Linked DNA regions of Capsicum annuum: region 2 is linked to region 1. Evidence: chromatin contacts called from public Hi-C data. All regions are on one chromosome and are shown on one strand. The core of a region is the stretch at or near the end of the contact, and the rest is flanking DNA. Distances in the headings are between cores, read along the strand shown. Region 1 holds the start of LOC107863793 (serine/threonine-protein kinase Nek2). Region 2 overlaps LOC107863792 (sulfate transporter 3.1).

Region 1 (7,214 bases), core at 712-3,211:
GGTGCATTTAAGAAAAGCAAGTATCATTGTCCTCAACAAAACTGATTATTACTTCACTTTATAAACAAAAGGCTTTTCATTGCTGTGTGGCTTTTATCAAATCAAAGAGTTTGGTAAATGTTTAACCCTAACGCATACTTAACTTTCATCCAATCAGGTAAGAATGTGCAGTTCATTGTGTAACTTCTTAACAATTTAAGACAATTATAGTGAATCCTATAGTGCTTCTGAAATTTCTTCTCTAGATGCCAAGATATGCAGATGTCTTCAGACTCTTCAGGAGATCCCTATAGAAAAAACGTGACTAGCCTGTTCATCCTCTCAGATCACAAAGAAAGTAAAATAAACGCTAACCTCCTGGTGGGCAGATCTGCGTGTTCTCTCTGTTTGGCGAGCTAAGCGGATTTTTTTCATAACATATCTTTAGGAACAGAACAAAAGAAGAGAAAAGTCAGATATCAAAATAAAGAGAACACCACAATAATGAAATAATTCATGACATAAAATGGACACAGTAACAAAGAACAAAGTATAACAGATGGACTGAGAAAAGGTTGCACATCTCCTTACTTCTTCTTTTCTTGTTTATGCCTTACAAGTAGTGCAGAGCCAAAGGAACCTTTCCCAATCTGCTCCAAAATCTCATAATTTTCCATCTTATGAGCTAGAAGACCACTTTTGCTTCAAACAGATTTCAATCCAGATGTAATTTTTTCACAGGTGATATATCGTCGCACAACCTGCAAACATCTTTTACATCAACAGAAAATGCATCTATTAGAATTTTTTTGAAAACACAGGAATTTGCTAAGCACTCAGCAGAAAGCATTAGCATCACCTCTTCAATCCAGAGCGTGTTTCAATAGTCATTACAGGACGAAAATAATAGCAAATATTTACAACGTCTTGAATATCTAGAGACAATTCAACTTTTTTTTTTGATAACCGTGGTGTTCAGGGCTAACTTTCTCGCACCTCGACTAATTCCAAGGATATTGCAAGCTCTCACCAGCAACAGTACCAGGTGCCAGGTAACTTTGTCCACCAATGCTAGGACAGATGGGAAGAATCACTTATTGTTTTTCTCTACTAGGATTTGAACCTAACTTCATGTTCTCAACCTACTTCATTGAGTACCATGCCACACCCTTGGGTACAATTCGAATTTCATAGACCATTTGAAAATGTAATAAATTAATCAATTCGTACATACAACTAATCACTAAGAAATTCTAATCAGGAGTTTAGGTTATTCCATAAATTTCCATCAAAAAACACAATTTCTCGATCCTTGAGTACAGTATATACATGAAAAAACGTAATCCAAGTAGTTCTACGCCTTGCATAAGATTTCAGAAGCTGTACAAGCTCTTAAGCCCTCAGCATAGGAAATATATAAAGGAAAAGACAGTGGCAATTAGCACCAAAAAGCGGGAAAACGCCACCTAAAGACTCCATTTTGAAACCTTCAAAGACAACTGCAGACGGGATAGAGTTAAATGGTACTTGTTGCTTGTGAGAAATATTCCGTGGAATTAGTCGGGGTGGGTGAGAAAGCTGGTCTGGACACCACGGTTATCAACCGCTCGAAGTAAAAACAAATACTAAACCTAATTGCCAAACAATAAGGCCTCACAAAGAACTCCTAAAACAAAATGTAACGCACAGAAAAGCAAAATATAATACCGAGTTTGAAAAATGTTGAACCGATAAACATGGAAAAATCAAATACTATGCTCCATTACGTACCTGAAACTGATTACGAAGAAGAATTGGGAGAAGAGCGCTAATGGAAATGCGAAAACAGGAACGCCATTCGATTAGTTGAAGGGAGAATGAGACTAGTTGTTGAATTATTTAATTCAGTGAACAGAGAAAGAAAGAGAATGGAGAGCGGTAAAAGAATTGTAAACTAAGCAAAAAGAGATGATGCCCCCCTTTCAAATGTGACATTTTCAAACTTTTCCTTTTCTTCTTTTATTTATTTCAAAAAGTTCTTTCGTTTTTTTAAAATCAATTTTTTGTCCCACAAGTAAGTCATGGGGCTGAACAAACTTGAAAGTTGTCCCATCCCCAAGTCTAAATTAGAAGGGGTCATTTCTTTATCTTAGTTAGGAAAACATTCTTGACATGTCCACTAACTATTACTTACGTTTCGACATGCGAATGCGATTTCATATTTGTGATATAAAATTATGACATGAAATCAATATTAGTTATTCAATTTTATGTCATGATTTCATATAATGACTAAAATCTCAAATATTTTTTTAAAAAAATGATTTGAAAACTTCAAATCATGATTTGAAAATTTTCAAATACAAAAGTTAATGTTTTGTAAAAAAAAAAAGCACTTCATTGTTCATTTATTCATATGTAAAAAGAATTTATAGTCCATATTATTACTCTTTAAACTATTTATATCTCAGTAACTATTACCCTCACAAACATTAAATTTATTATAACTTCAAATCAACTCCTACTTTACCACTAGAAAATTCATTCATTAAAAAATATAAGTTTCTCAAATTCATTCATTAAAAAATATAATTTTTCATAGTGAATTAAAGGAGTGATGAAATATTCATAGTACATGAACATGAAGATATAGTTACTAATGATATTGACCAACAATAATCAAAGTAACAATGTTGATTAGTCTTCTCGATTATCTGATCGAGAAATGCAAACTCAACGAGAGCAGATGGTCCGTACTATCAACTATGTGAGATGATTATATTGAAGAGTAGTACACTATAACTCATGTTCAATTTTACTTTTTTATTGAACTAAAGTTTAATCAATAAATGTTATATTTTTTTTTATAATAATTGTGTAATAGTGCATTATACTTTGTGATAAACTTTTTCTTCGTTGATAAAGATTATAGAATTGGGGTAATTTTGATAGTTTTCACAACTTGTGAGATTTTTATGTTCATGAGAAAACATAAAACATAAAAAGCTCAAATTGCATGTTCAAACAAAACTTCAACTTCATCTCATAATTTCAAATTATGATTTCATATCAGCATTTCAAATCATGACTTCATATTGCATGGCCTAACGACCCCTCAATTTGATTTCTTTATAATCATGATATCTAGACTAACTTGCTCATATCTCGATAATTTTATTGAGTAATTGCTATTTTTTGTCAGTGTTATCTGTAGAGGTAAATTTAATATTTAAGTTTAGTGAGTTTAATATTTAATTTTGTTTACTTTTGTATCTATTATATTTTTAGAACGGAAAAGATTCAAAAATACCCCTGAACTATATAAAATGGATCAAAAATGCCTCTCGTTAGTTTTTAGGATAAAAAATGCCCCTCCGTTAAATATTTGGCTCAAAAATGCCCTTCCCTCTAACAAAATTCCACCAAGCATGCCACGTAGGTAAAAAAAAAAGCCACGTGGCCATGCCATATCACCTCCATGTCATCTTTAATTTTATCACCTAAATTAAAAATTCGACCCAATTAAAATAACCCGACCCAAAATAAAATAACAAAGAAAAAAGGAACATCTTTCTCTGTGCCTTCTTATTTCTCTCTCTCGAAAGAAAAAATTTACACTAGGGTTCACTGCAGTTGCTCTTTGAATTCATTCGAAAAGGAAAGCTCCATTGTCATATTTTGTTTGTTGAATTGATGAATATTTGGTGGCAATCACTAGCTTTGGTTGTGACAATGGCTAATTAATGAATCAACCTTATCTCAAGATGTTATTTTTTTGTTTTGTTCGGACCGAAATGGTATCTGATTTGCATTCCTTCTCTCAATTTATGTACTGATCATGTCATTGAAACTTTTTCTATTATCTACTCATAGTATTTTCAAATATGAAACCCAAATTAGTAGTATAAATAACTCTTTGCAAATTAGTAGTATAAATAAATCTATTGCTGATGCAAGAAGCTAGATAACAGCTCTCTTCTCGTGGTAAAATGTAGGGATTTTCGTTGTTCTGATGTTACCTTTGGTTGCTATTGATTGTCTACTTCTTTCTTCTACTTTTTGGAGTATTCATTTTACATATTCATAAATTTTGGTAAGCCTTATGTATCTTGGATTTTCAATTGTGTTGTGAGGTCCTAATTCGAAATCTATATGGGTTTTCTAGTAGAATGGATATCTTGTAAGTTGGATGATTTTTGTTGTATCCTTATTCCCGCTTGGACTGCTATTTGTCCTGTTCAGTGTTGGCCCTGTTATGCATAATATATAATCAAGTACATGTGAGTTCAATTCAGAGGTGTAAATTTTGTACCTAGTTTCCAGTATGAAGCCACAGAGGTGGATCGCAGGTTCGAGGCTATCGTGGAGAATATGCTTGATAAGTAAGTGCATTTTCATCTTTTGTCGTGGAAGAATAACAATCTGAACCTAAAAGTCTCACACTATATTCTGGATGTTTCTTCTGATTTATAATTACCTTTCTTTTGACTTATTAGGTGTACAAAGGATGGCAAGTATCAACAAGCCGTTGGCATGGCTATTGAATACCGAAGGATGGATAAGGTTGTTGAAGCAATTGTGAGAAGTGATGAAACTTATTTCAGCCCAAGAAGCTGCCAAGGTTCTCATTTTGGAGAAGAAGATCAAGAAGTTAAAATTTATCGTTTTCATCTCATGTGTTTTTTTTCTTTGTGTATGTTTTAGGAATCACGAAGTGAATATATGTTCGTGTCTATGTTAGGAGAAATTATATTGAAGTAAATCTATTTTGTTGGTTGTAATGAAGTAGAAGCGTTGGTATTATATTGTTAATGAAGTTGAAGTATTTGCAATGAAGTGAATGACTTATGTTGTTAACGAAGTTGAGATTGATATTTTATTTCTGCTCCATTGGTCTAATGTACATAGAAACCAGTGGATTGTGCTAAATTTTGGTTGATGCTAGGCAGTAACAAGTTAATTTAGGCCTGCGATAGCTATTCACTCAAGAGGACGACAACTAAAAGTTAAAATGTACTTATATTAAACAAAAGTTTAGGTAGAAAAGAGCTTATACACACACATGAACACACAGAGATATAGATCAAGCAACAAGCTCAATGGTTTTTAAATGAACGAAATCTTAAGCGACTAAAGAGAACACATCAAGTGGAAAGTTAGAACTAAAAAGTTAAAAAAGAAAAGGGCATTCTTTCGTATGGACTAAAAAGCAAATTAGGACAAACAAATTGAAATGAAGGGAGTAAGAAAGAAGACACGACTTAACTCACAGGTCAACGGACTCATACAATTTCTACAATGAATCAGACGTTATATGGAAAGTCACACTTAACTGTTGGGATTAAAGCTTATTATTTACCAACGTGATCTGATAGCTTGACGCTTTACGAACAGCAATCAAGAAGGCCAGACACAACTAGTTTAATTGAAAAACCTTATGAACATAAAAACTCTGATTATTCATATTATAGCTAGCCATCTCTAGGTTGGTTGAGTTTTGTTCTGCTCTTTCATAATTTACTAGTAGTCTTGTTTCCAATTGAAGTTATCACAATATATGGAAATGAATTCGAAAAATAAACCCTGCCTGCTAGATATAAGTGAGCATGGAGACTAACGTCATAATGCAGTAAATTTAACAAGGAACAGGAAGAAACTACATAATTTGAGTAAGCGATGCTCTGTTAGGTAAGAGGAAAAATATCTTGAATCTGGGAACGGAAACATTAGTAAACAATATTACTGCATTATGCAATGAAGCCCTTCACCATCCAACAACAACAACAACCCGAGCACAAATTCCAGTCAAACCAGAATTTCTGCATTCACTTAATAATCCAATGAAACCACCAAAACAGTAAGAATAAATATCAAAAAATAGTAACCAAAATAGTACAAAAGCTGGACACTAATGTTTTGCACCCACATTCAGTCAAAATAAACACAGATGAACCTTAATGTTTTGCATCAACTTTAACCAAAAACAAAATAAAAGTATTCAATACCTAGAATTAGTCACAACATATTAAATTTGGGTTCTCCCATTAGCCTTTTTAGCCTTCAACTTTCCCAGCTTTGTCTCTCTTGCATTTTTCAACTGATTGCTAGTGATAGCCTTTTTTCTTTTCCAAGTAAGCTTAGAGGGTGAATAAGAAAAATATGTAGGATCACTAACTCCAGCAAGATCACCTCTAAAACCTATCAATCTGCTCTTAGAAGCAGCTGAAATTCTGAGAGTTTGCCTCACCAACAACTTGTGTCTTCAGGAACAATTTTAGGCCTTAAATCTGGATCATTTTCGGGTTTACTAGAAAGACCAATTAGTTCATACCGTTGGTCCTCTTATTCTTGTGTTGGTTGAATGGCTGAACTATTAATGTCATACACATCATCTTGAACTTCTTCTTCTTTTTCAATTCCACCCTTTCTTCTCTTTAATCTTGCCCCTTGTTTATCTTCAGCAAACTAAATTAAAATGCATAAAATTAGTTCATGTAAATATTCATAAAATTATTCATTTATATATATAGGCATAAAGGTGATACCTTGCATGTCTTTGCATTATGTGTTACTGAACCACACTTACTACAAGTCATTTTAGTTCCCTTTCTTGAGTGAGCCCATTCTCCCGCTCTTTTAATTGTTGCATCTTTTTCTCTTGTTCTTTTGAATTTTGGTCTTCCAACAGTTTTCACTAAATCTGGTGGATCTATTGCATGTTCTGGCAAAATTTTCCAAAAGTTTTCACCTCTTACAGGCAATAACTTGACCTTGTATGTCTTCAAGTAAGCTTCCTTACTATACCACACACTAATCTATTTTTTCATAAGACCAGGTTTCATTTTGTTATACTCCATAGCCTTGATGGAATGAGGGCATGGAATTCCAATCAGCTGCCAAGACCTACAAGTGCATTTCTTCTCCAAGAAGTTCACTATGTGCCTATCTTTACTTTCAGACACTTCATAACCAATATCACCATTGAAGTTAACAGTACAAATTGAGCAATTTTCTTATTGGTAGTGAATAATTCCATGCACTTAGGACTAAAATTTTCCTTCCATTTGCTTACCTCAATTTCCTTCTCTTTCAATCTATTCATTATCTTGACTCTTATTTCTTCAAGCATCTTCAAGATTGGCTTTCCCCTTAGTTCCACTATCCTAGAGTTGAAGGACTCAGTGAAATTATTATCCACCATCTGATTTTTGCAAACAGTGTCCATATATACCCTGTACCATTTCACTGGATTGAAT
Region 2 (6,668 bases), core at 1,625-4,124, 180 kb after region 1:
ACCCAAACGCATGAGGTATAAATATAATACTTGATACTTGATTTATGTTATACGTATATATTGTAAAAAAAACTATTTAATTGTAATTATTTAACTTCTTGTAATATACGTCCTTGAAATGTCAAGTGGTAGCCATTTTAGGTTTGCTCTTAATTCATGTGCGACAATTAATCTTTAGTTTCTCAATCAAATCTCATTCTGCTATTAACTTTTTCTTATGTGGAGAATCAAATTAAAAGAGTAGTACTACGTATGCTGTACAGTTTTATAGTTAAAATTAAGTCATGAGGATTTATTAGTTTTATCTTTTTTACTATATGTAGTATGACTTTTGGACGTTTGGTTATGGTTAATGAAAAATAATAATTGCAGTGGCGATGGCAGAGTGCGTTGTTGGGTTTCTGTTTCCTTTTCTACCTGCTTGCGGCTAGATTCTTCGTAAGTTAACTTTTACCTTTTCAAACGTCAATATATATTACTCCTCCATTTCATTTTAGTCCCATGCTAAAACTAGTTTTACTTGTCCAATTTATAAAATTAAAAGAATTTTGTTATATTTTTACCTTTTTTTCTTAGTAAGTTAGTACTCTCTTCGTTCCACAATAAGTTAATTGTTAGATTTTGACACACATGTTAAGAAAAAAAAGCAAAGACATAAATTTATCATATTTTTCTATTTTTATCCTCTTCAAAAAGCAAAAACACATAATACATCACTCCCAATGCACATTTAATGGAGGATAAATTTAGAAAAAAATTTCAACATTTACCTTGAATTGTGAACCATTCACTTATTTTGAAACACTAAAATTATTCAAACAATTCACTTATTATGAAACGGATGGAGTATTAAATAACTACACTATAATCAAATTTAGAGTTCAAAAAAATCATTAATAAGGTTAATCTAATAAAATCATCTCTAATTAAAATTTTCTTAAGGGGTGTGTCAAGCCAATAAGGGTCACGTAAAATAAAACAGAGGAGTATGTTCCTCCGATTCAATATAATTGATGGTTTAACTTCTGATTGATTAGATCAAATAATCGATGATTGTTAATATACATACTAATACTAATGGAAATGCATGCATGCAGAGCCAAAAAAGACCAAAGTTTTTCTGGGTATCAGCAATGGCTCCATTGACGTCCGTCATACTGGGAACGATTCTTGTTTATTTCACCCACGCTGAAAATCACGGCATTCAAGTGGTAAGCACCTTTAATTTTGTACTGCCTCCGGTCCATTTTACTTCTCATGTTTCATATTTGAGAGTTTAACTAGATTAATTTTGACCAATATTTTAAGACATTTTTTAATGTATTGATAGTAGAGGAATTATTGTGACTTAAACATGACGACTAATAGGACGAAGGAATATTAATTAAAAGGGTAACGGACTAAAATGGACTTGGAGGGAGTACGTGTTATTAATTTCTAGAAGGTGTTAGAATTATAAGTTACAAACACAAATTAATTTGGCTTAAAGATTTCAATTTGACTGCTGAGCTACTATGACCACGCTATTATACTATTTTCACAACATAAACACTATGGTGGGGGAGTGATGTGATATTTCTGCTATTTGGATTATTGAGTTTGAAGTGTTGAAGTTGTATTGTGATTCTTGTGGTTTTGGTATTGCACACGTTTTCTCTAAATAGACGACCTACCAATGCCATGATTAACTGATATTCAATGTTTAAAGAACACTGGCCCAGCATATGTGTTGTTGATTGAATCATTGCTCTGCCCATTATCCAATGTATTTTCACATTTTGAAATAGACATTTCTAAATGGCGACTTCATTTTCCTAGAATTTGCTCAATTTAACATTCAAATTTGATGACATAGAACGCAATTTTTTTGGATTATTGTAGCTGATAATTCATCATATTTGTTGAGATATATATTATGGTATTAGAGTGAGAGACGTGAGTTATGAAAACTTTCCATCATTATGTGATAATTTCTTTATTCAAGTCGTAAAGAAGAAGAAGAAGAATTAGTTGTGTACATCTCTACCTACCTACCAACTTACACTCTGGTGGATCCAGGATTTTTAAGTTACGGCTACTTGGCTGCCTTTACTCTAAAATTATTTTCTAACATTGGGTTCTCAATAATATCTTTGTTTATTAAAACTATTTTTTGTAATATAAAAGTTCATATATAGTAAGTGGATAAAATCAATGTAGGTCTGTAACGGCCTGGAATAGAAGTTGCAATGCATTTGATGTTAATATCTAACTCGATTTTTATGTAATTTGTAATTTGTTTATTAAGGGCTTGATACGATCAAATTAAGTTCCCCTTCTTTAATTTTTATTATTCTATCTACTCAATATTTATAAGCCAAAAAATAGCATGTGATAATTTGAGAGTTTTATGATTTAAAGGACAAGTGGACTAACAGGATATGGTTTATGTGATGAAAAAAAAATGAACAGATAGGGGAGCTGAAGAAAGGGTTAAATCCATTGTCAATAACCGATTTGTCATTTGGAGGCACTTATCTTTCTACAGCTATCAAAACTGGCATAGTCACTGGTGTCGTTTCTCTTGCTGTAAGCTTTTTCCAACCTTTATTTTTGTCCTCGTTCTTCACCTACTTTGCATTATTTGTCACAATTTGATTAGAATTTAACTAGTGAAACTTGTTCTAGTGGTAAAACACTTATTCTACTTATCAACTATGTTGTTTGGACTTTTCAAAAATGTTATCTCATTCATATTTTGTCTCATTATTAGAAATAGAGATTTTTTCCAACTCATTAAATGAGAAATTTGTGCTATGAAGCATGATTATTCCATCCATTTTCCCATCATACCTGCTCACTGGGAAAACATATTCTTGGTGAAACACTGGAAAACTTCCTCATTTTTACACTACTATTTTTTTCCCACTGATTCAACCAAAATATTAGTCAGAATATCCACTGAACAATTTTTTTTTGAAAAATTTCAAAGGGAAAATAGTTAGCTTTAGTATTATCTATAATTTTCAAAAATCCAAGCTACATAGCTAATCAACATGTAGACTTGAGGTTTGTGTCACGTAAAGAGCTGAAAAGATCGTCGAATATTAAACATAAGTGGTCAATTCATATCATGTAACTATATAGTGCCGTGAACTTAAAATCCGATGACTTTTCAATGATAGTTACCAATTAGATTTTGTATTCTATGTACTTGTAGTTGTAAGTATTAAAATATGTTTAGAAATGAAGATTATGTTAGACTCATCATGATCTCAAGACAAAAAATATTCATAAAATCAAACTCTTTGATGGGGACTGATGAGACAGGAAGGAATAGCAGTGGGGAGAAGTTTTGCAATGTACAAGAACTACAATATAGATGGCAACAAAGAGATGATTGCTTTTGGTATGATGAACATAGTTGGCTCTTGCACTTCCTGCTACCTCACTACTGGTAACAATTCCCAACTCTTTCTCTTTCTTTTATTTGCCTGAAAGCTACTTTTACCTGAAATAACATGTCTCAGTCGGGTCCATGTATCAGCATGTGATTATATGGACCATGGATAATGTCTAGCAGACAAAAATAAAAGTAGCAAATAAATGCAGAAAGAGACAAGACAAAATCTTATTAAGGAAATGGTAAAAAAGTAGGTGGCAATGGAGGGTGAAACTAAGATTTCGTTGGATTGGTTTATTTTAAGTAATTTTAATTAAATAGTTTTTAAGCATTTTTTTAGTATTTGTGAAATAAAAAAAAAGTTTTTTATGTACTTAATTTTAAGCCCAAAAAAAACAAAAATAAGCCAACAGTGATCACAAGTAATTAAAATTGACTTTTGGCATATAAGCTAAAACATTCAAACAGGCTCTAAACTTGATCCTAGTAATATTAAATAAAGTCACAAAGTAATATTTTTTGTAACTGTAATATCACTAAACTAACTACTTGTAGTACTAAAGTCACAAAGTTAATTTTGTAAATAGTAATCAGTGGCATAACCATAGGTAGTGAAGGGTGGCCAGTTCACCACGCTTCGTCGAAAAAATTTAAAAATTATTTTATATATATAATCTTGAACATTTTTAAAACAATTCTTGGTTTATCATTGATAATAATGTCACTAAATTAACTGGTTCTAGCGGCAAAAGTTACAAAATTAATTTTTGTAACAGTAAAATCACTAAACCACTAAATTATGTGTTCTTTGTCCAAAAAAAACACAAATCACCGAAAAGTCAAATTTCCTTACAAATTTGTAGATATGGATATTTGATCACGTTGTTAATTAGGAAAAGTTCAATATAATTGCAGGGCCATTTTCTCGATCTGCGGTGAATTTCAATGCAGGATGCAAGACAGCAGTATCAAACATAGTCATGGCACTAGCAGTCATGGTTACATTGTTGGTGCTAACGCCATTGTTCCACTACACTCCATTAGTGGTCTTGTCATCCATAATTGTTGCTGCCATGCTCGGACTCATCGACTATAATGCTGCAATTCATCTGTGGCATGTTGACAAATTTGATTTCTTGGTCTGCATGAGTGCATTCTTTGGTGTCGTTTTTGCCAGTGTCGAAATTGGCTTAGTCATTGCTGTGCGTATTCCTTCCTAACAACAGTCTTTTAACTTATATAGATCGATAGTGCAAAGAATAATTACATTGATTAAAATCATAATTGCAAATAGCTAATGTCTATATATAATAAATGAAACTAGTTACTTAGACAACAAAACAGAAACATACTACAACACGAAAAATTACATGACAGTACAAATAGAAATTCTAATGTTAGCATATGTATAAGTTAAATCATATATATGGTTATCAATAATTGTCTTTTAAGTGAACTAATTATGTAAGTATTTCTTTCACCATGTCGATGTATAGAACCGACCCCTTAGCTAAACATTGATTGTGTTAAGATTGGTAACATTAGCATTGTAGGTTATCTTGTGATCATAGGTTAATTATCATTTTTTACTAGTTTTCTAATTAATGGACGTTATCATAACATATAATTGTCTTATAAATAACTTGATTTTATAATTATTTTTTCTTTTGCACCATCATTGCGTAGAACTTAAACGTATATATTATAAATACTTTGTTCTCTTTAGCTAAACTTGTCTTTATTTTCAATTAATCAAAGATTTCATTTTTAATTGTCTAAGCATTTAACACAAATGCAGGTTGCTTTATCGGTGTTGAGGGTGTTGCTATTTGTATCGAGGCCAAGAACACTAGTACTTGGTAACATTCCAGATTCTCAGATTTATAGAAATGTTGAGCAATATCCTAACACAGACAGTGTTGGGGGCGTTCTCATACTTGACCTTGGTGCACCCATTTACTTTACCAATGCTAGCTACTTAAGAGAAAGGTAATTAATATTTAACTCTACAATATCTATATTATAAACTATATCCTCTTCCTAATTTATTCATATAAACACTAATTATGAACTCTAATTTTCACTTTTTATAGGATCTCAAGGTGGATTGACGATGAGGAAGACAAGTTAAAATCTTCTGGGGAGACATTACAATATGTTATACTTGACATGGGAGGTAAATTAACATCTCCTATGTTTACGATTTTGAAGTTTGACTGCCAAATGTTGTGATAGGATGTGCGAAATCCTCCACCCTTAACAGAAGCTTCGAGTTTAAGCATTGCGAATCAAAAAAATTTAGAATTGGGATTTAAATTGGGCCCCATAACCAAAATCGAAGACTAATAGAAAATAAAACCCTTGAAATTTGAAAATTTCTTTATGCAAGTAATTAAAGTAGAAAAGAAACAAAAGATGTGCTAAAAGGATTTACGTTATATATGAGTGATCAAAACATAAAGAATGTTCAACTCATAGTGTAATTTACTAGCTATAGTGGGTTGTCATTGTTTTATTCGAGTTACCATATCAGGTTTGATATGAAGAGTTAACTATTGTTGTAGGTCGATTTTAGTTGACAATGTATATAAAAATTATATATTAAATCATAGTAATAGTCTTTATATGATGTGCAGCTGTAGGCAACATTGATACTAGCGGAATTAGCATGCTAGAAGAAGTCAAGAAAAATCTTGATAGGAGAGATCTCAAGGTGGGTCTCTTTTGACAGTTCTTTTGCAATTTATGACTTGCTAATTATATATGCAACAAAAGTATAATATATTGTACATGGATTTTTTTGTTGGATTGTTGCAGCTTGTATTGGCAAATCCAGGTGCAGAGGTAATGAAGAAATTGAACAAATCCAAATTCATAGAAACACTAGGACAAGAATGGATATTTCTTACTGTTGGGGAAGCTGTGGAATCATGCAATTACATGCTTCACTCCTGCAAACCAAAATCAGGCACAGACGATAGTTCATTTAGCAACAACGTTTGATAACTCTTTAATTTCAATATTAAAGTTATTTGATCTGTAGATATATGTTATTAATGGCGATGCATCGACTTTAAGTATAACAAGGCTGTGCAACATATATTGGCTTAATTAATTTGAGCTTTGAGTTGTTTGCCAAATTTTATAGACATTATACCTTCCACGTAAAGAGTTGGGAGGATTTTTTTTTCTCCATATCATTTGTTACACGGTATTAAGCTCAATTAAAGAAAAATTGTTTTACCTGTACATATATTTGTAGCATCTCAAGATTGCCAGAAAATTT

Evidence for each region. Hi-C and Micro-C count contacts between places; a contact is called where the count stands out from the background.
Region 2: a Hi-C map of bud shows a contact between it and region 1, with 4 times the contacts expected there. The contact joins the enhancer-like site here to the promoter of LOC107863793 in region 1. A contact is called at or near these places in 2 of 5 Hi-C or Micro-C datasets (bud and leaf).

What each region holds. Positions count from the first base shown.
Region 1 is chr3:62,919,940-62,927,153 of UCD10Xv1.1, forward strand. It overlaps LOC107863793 (serine/threonine-protein kinase Nek2), which reads right to left and starts at 1,962. Exons shown (of 15, transcript XM_016709931.2): 1 at 1,750-1,962; 2 at 571-740; 3 at 355-421. The coding sequence starts at 656.
Region 2 is chr3:63,098,932-63,105,599 of UCD10Xv1.1, forward strand. LOC107863792 (sulfate transporter 3.1) reads left to right here. Exons shown (of 12, transcript XM_016709927.2): 3 at 1-15; 4 at 373-438; 5 at 1,098-1,211; 6 at 2,452-2,568; 7 at 3,310-3,436; 8 at 4,298-4,584; 9 at 5,181-5,371; 10 at 5,476-5,558; 11 at 6,019-6,095; 12 at 6,200-6,631. The coding sequence ends at 6,385. Among protein-coding and RNA genes, the nearest start is that of LOC107863792, 5.2 kb to the left of the region's middle. Within about 2 kb of position 2,875, at least 4 of the 5 cell types and tissues checked have an H3K27ac peak or open chromatin away from gene starts, as enhancers often do. A contact at or near this core is called in bud and leaf, where this site is marked.